Regions from separate parts of the Mus musculus genome. Here regions 1 and 2 are each linked to region 3. The links are chromatin contacts, called in public HiCAR-type and HiChIP or PLAC-seq maps. All regions are on one chromosome and are shown on one strand. Each heading gives the region's core, a stretch centred on a gene start, on an enhancer-like site or on the middle of the called end of the contact. The rest is flanking DNA. Distances are from core to core; before and after follow the strand shown.

The links. HiCAR-type assays count read pairs that join an accessible place to other places. HiChIP or PLAC-seq counts read pairs in DNA pulled down with a chosen protein or histone mark.
Region 1: a contact with region 3 is called in an H3K27ac HiChIP or PLAC-seq map of epiblast stem cells. The contact joins two enhancer-like sites. A contact is called at or near these places in 6 of 15 datasets of contacts at CTCF or cohesin (CD8 T cells, the G1E-ER4 cell line, the NIH/3T3 cell line and 2 more), 105 of 484 Hi-C or Micro-C datasets (the 63-12 cell line, B cells, the Ba/F3 cell line and 51 more), 10 of 115 datasets of contacts at active chromatin or transcription factors (cardiomyocytes, embryonic stem cells, epiblast stem cells and 2 more) and 1 of 9 other capture datasets (embryonic stem cells).
Region 2: a contact with region 3 is called in a HiCAR-type map of embryonic stem cells, with 2.7 times the contacts expected there. The contact joins two enhancer-like sites. A contact is called at or near these places in 2 of 115 datasets of contacts at active chromatin or transcription factors (embryonic stem cells and stem cell-derived neural progenitor cells) and 1 of 9 other capture datasets (embryonic stem cells).

The regions. Positions count from the first base shown.
Region 1 is chr17:80,007,249-80,009,948 of GRCm38.p6, forward strand. No RefSeq gene overlaps it. Among named protein-coding and RNA genes, the nearest start is that of Gm22215, 25 kb to the right of the region's middle. Within about 2 kb of position 1,298, at least 37 of the 459 cell types and tissues checked have an H3K27ac peak or open chromatin away from gene starts, as enhancers often do. A contact at or near this core is called in differentiating embryonic stem cells and epiblast stem cells, where this site is marked.
Region 2 is chr17:79,967,793-79,970,492 of GRCm38.p6, forward strand. All of the region lies in intron 2 of Gm41625 (a long non-coding RNA gene), which reads right to left. Among named protein-coding and RNA genes, the nearest start is that of Gm41625, 13 kb to the right of the region's middle. Within about 2 kb of position 1,354, at least 26 of the 459 cell types and tissues checked have an H3K27ac peak or open chromatin away from gene starts, as enhancers often do. A contact at or near this core is called in embryonic stem cells, where this site is marked.
Region 3 is chr17:79,652,903-79,655,602 of GRCm38.p6, forward strand. The region is part of intron 4 of Rmdn2 (regulator of microtubule dynamics 2); the gene reads left to right. It overlaps Gm33006 (a long non-coding RNA gene), which reads right to left. Exons shown (of 4, transcript XR_876982.2): 2 at 2,658-2,700; 3 at 1-94. Among named protein-coding and RNA genes, the nearest start is that of Gm33006, 14 kb to the right of the region's middle. Within about 2 kb of position 1,434, at least 10 of the 459 cell types and tissues checked have an H3K27ac peak or open chromatin away from gene starts, as enhancers often do. A contact at or near this core is called in differentiating embryonic stem cells, embryonic stem cells and epiblast stem cells, where this site is marked.

The DNA of each region.
Region 1 (2,700 bases), core at 48-2,547, 350 kb after region 3:
GTGCAAAAATATGCACCTCAGTCCCTTGTCCCAGGGTCTGAAACCAAACACACACGCGAGATGTGACCAGTCCTGTGAGAGGCCTAAACAGAAATATACTCCTAGAACATGAAACATGGTCTTTCTTGTACAAAGGAAGAAAGATCAGTATCTCTAGGAGATACTGTACACCATCGATTTGCCAAATTACTTATGCTTGGCTTGGTTTGGTTTGGTTTGGTTTGGTTTGGTTTGGTTTTGGGGTTTTTTATGACAGGGTTTCTCCATGTAGCCCTGGCTGGCCTGGAGCTTGTGCTATAGACTGGCCTCCGACTCAGAGAGCAGCTTGTCTCTGCCTAGGACTAAAAGAAAGGTATTAAAGGAGACACTACTATGAAGCTGTCAGACTCCTTTAATACATGCCTGGTCTGAGAGGCAGAGCAACAAACACACAGCATTCACTCACACAGACACACACACACACACACACACACACACACACACACACACACAGACACACAGCATTCATTCACACAGACACACAGACACACAGACACACACAGACACACACACAAACTGTTAAGGCTCAAACCCCACACAAGTAGCTACCATACTTATTAACACACTTCAAAGCTGATGCTGGCCCCCAGGTTCTCCCAGCATCCCTTGGTCCCGACCTGTTATAGTTATAGTATCCTCCTGCCTAGCATACCTGTCCCTCTATCCCGAACTCCCGGCTTCCCTCTGGATAGTTCCTTTGGCACCTATATAACTCAGCCATTTTGGCTACACCAGTCTCTTGGCCAGACTCTTACCGCAGGCCACCCGTCTTGCTCCTTTTCCCCTCCCCCTATCCTCGCATGGCCTGTTCACTCTGGAGTTTGCCAGATGTCTCTACCTTTGGCTGTTTATTTCCTTTTATTTCTAGCTTATATTTCCAGTCATGTTCTCCTTTTATTTCTTTTTTTTTTAAATTCAAACATAATAAAGATCAAATTTTAAAATAATAAAGATCAATATTTACACAATAATAGCAACAGTGACAGGAGCTTGGAGCAGCCTCTTCTCTATGCTATGCTGCATGGAAGGTCAGCTAGTGTCTTCTTCAAAAGAATGGTTTGGGTTTTGTTTCTCTTTTCGCAGGTAAAAACCCACAATGGGGCTTAGTTGAAACATTGTAAATTTTCCCTGATAACAGATGTGATTTTGAAATGCTCACCTCTTCTCTGGAAGGTTGCCAAGGTTCTGCCACAGGTGGCCTCGGATTTTGTCTGTTCTATGTTCTGTGACCTGCTGTTTTTTTCCCCAAGCTCCTCAGACACATCAAAGAGAATGGCTGCCCAAACTGAGGCTGCCGGCTGAAGAATAGAATCAGATCTCTGAAGAACTGGAAGAACAAGCCAAAACCCTGGGAGAGAGGTCAGGATTGAAGTCCCTGATCCTCCAGTGGCCAGTGACATTTGAGATCATCCAGGCCAACCTCTGCATTTCACAGATGAAGAAATGGAGGCCCTGTCACCTCTCACCTTAGTGAAAACCCTAAACCCAGAAATCACAGCCCTGCTCTCCAGAAAGACTGCGGATTAATGTCGGGCACTTGAAACGTCTTTGTTTCTATATGTTTCCTCATTCCTGGTCTCAAGACCTCAGGGAAGGAACCCCCTGTGGTTGTTTATTATTCCGTTGGTATCTGAGCTGAAAATAGAAACCTAGGCCCTATGTCTCCCAGCTCCTCACTCTAACAGTCAACAGAACACTTCCTATGCTTTGCAAATGACTGTCAGCAGGCATTTAGGAAGTTGGCGCTTTGCCAGGTGTTAGTGTTACACACACTGGAGTTTCAATGGCTGAGAGCCAGCGTTTAATACCACAGAAAAAGCTAGCATAATAGTTCTCAAACTATCACATACTCAGTCGGAGGGCAGGGGGGAGTGTGGCACATATCTGTAGTCCGAGCTGAGGCTGAGGCAGGAGGCTAACCTGTACTACATACAGAGCAAGTTCCAGGGCCATTATGAATTGCGTGGAAAGACTTTGTCTTTAAAAGCAAAATAAAATACTTAAAACATATCATTCTTCAATGGCTAGTGTAATGAGGAACGAAAGAAAACATGAAGTATTACTAAGCAGGCCTCAGGTAGTCCATGAACTTATTCTCAAGTTTAGTACTGGTCTCAGTCATGGATGTAGAGTCCAATGCTCGAGTTTGTGAGCACGATAGCATCGAATTCCGGTTTTAGTTTATGGAGAACTTTGGTCCAGTATAATACACATAATCTGAGGTGCTTAATGACTCCTTATCCCCCCAACCACCTCCCTTTTCATGGGAAGTTCCCAATATCAGAATCCATAGTTACAGAGAACGGATGTGGCGCTATGCAGAGGCCTCGGTAAGGAACATGAGGTCCCTTCTGGCCCTCTCTCCTCGGGTTTGGAAATAACTAAATGAGTCCGTTTCCACATTAGATAGCGCGGTGCACACAAGCACTGGAAGTAGAACCCTAGCTAAGATCAGTCCCAGGAGAATGGAATGAAGAGGCGACCTGCAGCACTGAGTTTATGGGTAAAAGGCCCAGGACAAAAGGAGGCAGAGAGAGAGCCTGTAGGTTTTGTGCGCGGCCACCTTGAATATTGAAGAAACTGCAAGATGCACAAGGGAAAGCTAAGGAGGAAGAGAACAGTTCCAAAGAGCACTCTGCAGAGACGGGGGTGGGGGTGGGG
Region 2 (2,700 bases), core at 104-2,603, 310 kb after region 3:
GTTAGCTTGGAACCAAAGCAAACCGCAGAGATCTATTCCACGGATGCTCTGTGAAATACTCACTCATCGCCACCCCTTCCCCCTCCCCCTGACATCCCTGCCACATCCCCCTCCCCACTGTACCAGGAGATGGGATCAGAAAACTGCACTGCCTTCCACCCATGCAAAACTCTCAGCTCTCTTTCTGCTCCTCCCGTCTCCTTTCCCTATGCTAAATGGCTCAGGCAAATTGTGCCTGTATGGAATCATAGTGGGGTAATGTAGTTTGCCTTATAATCTGTAGTACAGCCCTGTTTGGTGTATGTGTGCGGATGTCTTGCTATACAGCCCTGACTGACCTCAAGCTTAAGGTAGTCCCCCTGCCCATGCCTCCTAAGTACTGAGCCTACAGGTAGGCATCACCGTGTCTGGCGTGATACCATCTCTTTAGCATTTTCTAATCTACTAGCCAGTTGACTACCCATTCATTCCCTTGCCTTTATAATTCCAGCTCACTTAAGTACACAGTCAAACCTTGAAAGGCTCCTAGACGAGACCCAGGCAGGTCTATGAAGGGTATCAACCCCATGCCAGTTTCTAATGCTCAGCATGCCAGAGAGGTACCAGGGACCTAGAAAAGTACTTGCTGATCAGGTTCTTGCTTCTGGCTGTCTGCAGGACACAAAAGCTTGCCCCTAATGTCCTGCCTAGATCTAGGCTGTCCCAGATCATCCTGCATTGGCTTTAAAGTGTGTGGTTTCCCAATCCTATGTGAACCCGGCCACCAGGCTCTGCACTCCTGCCAGACCCCCATTGCAGTTATTGCTAAGCCTTGCCTGAGAGTCACATGCCCACTGGACTTCACACGTTGGGCCAAGACTCCCATCATTCCTCCTCACTGGTGCTTTATTATCCTGGTTGTCATGTTGGTGGGCTTTGGAGCCAACCCAAGAGACACATCTCCGGGCTTGTCTGTAAAGAATTACCAGAGATCAGCTGAGGTGGACAGACCCACCCTGGATACCGCTGGCCTTGTTCCTGGTGCCTCACCGGGTAGAATCGGATTCAGTAAAGTGACAGAAAGGAACGGAGCTCATGCATTCGCCTCTCCCTGTGTCCTGACTACATGGGGCGATGTGGCCAGACACCTCCCACTCCTACCTCCACGCCTTCCCTCAAACCATGAGACAACAGAAACTTCCTTATCATGTTGTGTTAGCGGGTGTTTTTGTCCCAGCTACAAGAAAACGATAATAAATCCTTGACACCCTAATCTAAAAAGCAATTCTTCCACCCCCTGCCTTAGCCCAGAATCTGTCCCCAGCTTGCACAAGGGAGGAGTTAGGCACTGTGCAACCTCACTGCACCCAGTGAGCTTTTCCAGTCTGGCTACTCTCCTCACCCTGACTAGTACTTGCCACTAAGATGCTGGCATGGCTCCACGGCTACCCCACTGAACTACCACAGTACCTGGGGTCATGGCTTGCTTCCACTCTCTACCAATGTGGGGAGCTAGGTAGAAGGGCAAAATAATGGCAGATACCATGCCATCTCTACGACGGGCTCAGCATCAAACAAAAAGGCAAGCAGTGGCCATTGGGTGCAAGAGACACAGCTGGGGAATGGGATGGCAGACCAGCCTCCCTCCCCAGGGCAACATCTGGGTCTGCCTCTGTAAGGACTCAAAAAAGAAAAGAGAAGACTTGCATACAGGGCTCCCAAGCCAGGGACCCAGGCTCCCTACCGTTTCCACACCTACTCCCATAACTCATGAGTTTATCCAGTTTCTCTGCGGTCTCTCTGCCCCTCCTCAACCAGGAAGTGATTATACTAAGTAGATTTTGGTTTTGAATGGCTTTGACCTTGTGAGGCCTTCCGTTCTCCAGAACTGGTTTTTTTCTGAGAGTCTGTGTTCACTTTTAATCCAATCAGCGAAGGTGGAGTTGAGTTTACTCCTGCTGACTTCTAATCCTCCAAGACAAAACGAAAATATATGCAAAATGTATGAGGAAATGGTAAAGTATAGTACACACCATTCCCCACCCCCACCCCCAGCAAAGGGGGAATTCTCAGAGGCTGGAGGGGTTGGGGGAAGGGCGGCAGGGCCTTCATCTGACGGGAAGTCAGATAGGTAACTCTCAGGCAAGAAGAACCACCTAACACTCAAAGACTTGACCCTGTGTTTGCTCAGAGCAAATGCATTTCAAGCGAGGGCTGTCAAAGGAGAATGCGTTTGCAAGCCAGTTGAAATTTAAAGTAAACCTCAGCAGGTCAATGAGAGGCCTTCCCTAAAAAGGCAGTCAGACTCCCAGCAACCGCGCTTCGGAAACTCTGATAGTGTCCTATGCTGTCCAAAAGGCTCTCGCGGTTTTAACTCCAAATAGGCTGGCACACAAATAGGAAGTGGAAAACTTGGGGAGTTGGGATGATCGGATCCTACTTGGACATATGGGAAAGCTTGAAGAAACACAGTATATGGTAGCAACTGAGAAAAAAAAAAACGAGCTCTGAGGGTTGCACTGCAGTGTGAAAGAGGCTTAGAATGGACACGCTATGGTCTCAGCAGGTCCACACCTGTCAGTCCTGCTGGTGATGCCCAGGAGAGGGAGGGGGCAATCAGGAGAGAGAAGTCCTCTCTTCACTACTGCTATCCAACACCATTCGAGACTATTAAGGCACCATGTTCCCAAAGATCTAAGTCTTCTGATACCACACGAGACT
Region 3 (2,700 bases), core at 184-2,683:
TGCGTCTTCTGTTAGCAGACGGGACCAAGAGCACAAAATACAGGAGGGAAGCCTCTGAGTTTGTTGGGAAGGTGATGCATTTCTATAATAATATCTAAAGGGACAAATAGAAATGGGGAGTTGTTTTCAGACTACAGGGTGTTAAGTTTGTATAAAGAAAATGAGGAGTCGATAGCAGGAGCTAGAGGTTCATGTAGGGAAATCTTCTTATGGAGATAACAGTTCCCACAGGTAAAATTCTCTAGACTCTGTTTTTAAATTGAACGAGAGCTCAAGTGAGATGTTCTTCCAGCTTTAAGTATTAACCTGATGAAACTTAGAGTTGTCTGAGAAGGGATCTCAGCAGAGGGATTTACTAGATCAGATTTGTGAGCATGACTGTGGGGATTGTCCTGGTTGATAATTGATGTAAGAGGGCCCAGCCCACTGTGGGTGGGACCAATCCCTGGGCAGATAGTTCCAGACTGAAGAAGAAAGGTAGATAAGCATGGACCTGCAAACAAGCCGTCAGGTGGCATTCCTCCATGGTTTGGTTTCTGCTGCTCTTCCTTGGCTGTGGGTAAGTTCTTTGTTTAGAAGGAGTGTGTGGAATGGCAAACAGGCTTGCACCTGAGTCCCTGCTTGAGTTTCTGCTGTGACTTTCCCCAATGACAGTCTATGATGAGTCCTCCTCAGTCCCTTTTGGTCATGGTTATTTGTCACAGTGACAGAATGAAGCTGGAACATGAGTTGATATATGAGACAGAGAAATAGGAAAACAGGATGGAGATCTAGCGGCCAGAGTGCCGCATGGGGTTAAAATGAGATTTATCCTTAAGAAGAAAATTTACCATGTCACAAGAAGAAGAGGGCACCATTTTCATTCATACAGAAGGAATGTATTCAAATACTGAAGTAAAGCAAAAAGGATCACTTTTAATTGTACACTTAAGAAATTACCTCACCATGTTAGTGTTCTGGGAACAGTGCTAAAATGAAGTGTGGCAAGAAAGGGTGAGGAGAGGTGCAAGAAGGGACCCGTGAGTGTGACAGTGCCACACTAGAGAAATGACTGTATAAAGGACCAATGACTAACCATCATAGTTCAGTTCTCCAGTAAGTATTATTTGGGGGCTTCTACCTCACCTTAGATCATTTAGTTCCCAAATTAAAACACACACACACACACAAAATCTTTATATTTATAATAAGCCTTTAAGCATTAGAGCTGGGCATCTATCAACCCCTTATGCTAGTTTGTTTACTTCTCTGTCAGTAACCTCAAGATTTCACTTGCCATGTCCCACCTTTGCTGCTCCTGCTCCAACAGGCCATGCACTCTTGACTCACCTGCCCCATGGCGCCTTCCTCCTTCCTCCTCTTCACCCTCTCCTCTGGTCTCTCCTCAGACCCCAATCCCAGGAACTGAAGCCCCACCCACCTCTCCTGCCCAGCTATAGGCGTCTTTATCAACTAATGGTTTTAAATTAACAAGCAAGGTTTGCAATACAAAAGGTTGCATACCTGAGAATTCAGTCATCTTGAGGCAGCTAGACCTTGGGATTCAGAATTTAGCATTACAATACATAGCAACTCACCAAACCTCCGCATTTCCCCCTTTTGTCTAAATAACAATAAACAACTTAGAGTGGAACAATTATAAAACAATAATGACAATTATTAGGAAAGAGTTAAATTTAAAAGCCTATCTGTTTATATTTGGCAATTTAGATTCTATCATCTGTCCTATCTTGGTGAGTTTAGAGTTTTAGATCTAAATCATTTTCTATCCTAATTTGTATTAACATCCTAAAATCATCTTCTTAGACTTGGTACATCTTTTTTTTTTTTTTTTTTTTTTTAAGGAGGAGAATCTAAATATTCTTTTTTTTATTACATATTTTCCTCAATTACATTTCCAATGCTATCCCAAAAGTCCCCCATACCCTCCCCCCCCCATTTCCCTACCCACTCATTCCCATTTTTTTTTGGCCCTGGCATTCCCCTGTACTGGGGCATATACAGTTTGAGTGACCAATGGGCCTCTCTTTCCAGTGATGGCAGACTAGGCCATCTTTTGATACATATGCAGCTAGAGACAAGAGCTCCAGGGTACTGGTTAGTTCATAATGTTGTTCCACCTATAGGGTTGCAGATCCCTTTAGCTCCTTGGGTACTTTCTCTAGCTCCTCCATTGGGAGCCCTGTGATCCATCCAATAGCTGACTGTGAGCATCCACTTCTGTGTTTGCTAGGCCCCAGCATAGTCTCGCAAGAGACAGCTACATCTGGGTCCTTTCAATAAAATCTTGCTAGTGTGTGCAATGGTGTCCGCGTTTGGAAGCTGATTATGGGGTGGATCCCTGGATATGGCAGTCTCTAGATGGTCCATCCTTTCGTCTCAGCTCCAGGTACATCTTCTTAAATCCTAAACATCTTAAACTTATGTTAAGACTATGACTATCTAGTCTCCAACCCCATCAGAGACCTGAGAAGGAATAAATATTACTTTAGTATGTAGGAAGTGCAGGGTCACAGCTTCCAAAAATTATAGAAATGACAGAGCCTGTTGACTGCCTGGACAGTCCCCAATATTTTCTAAAACATTGGAGCATCGTCTTCAGCCTTCTGGCCCAGAAAATCTGACAGGCCTTTTGTGAAACAGGAATTATGATGGACCTGTTTATCCTGTCTTAGAAGAGCTTGGCAGTTGAGTTCCTTG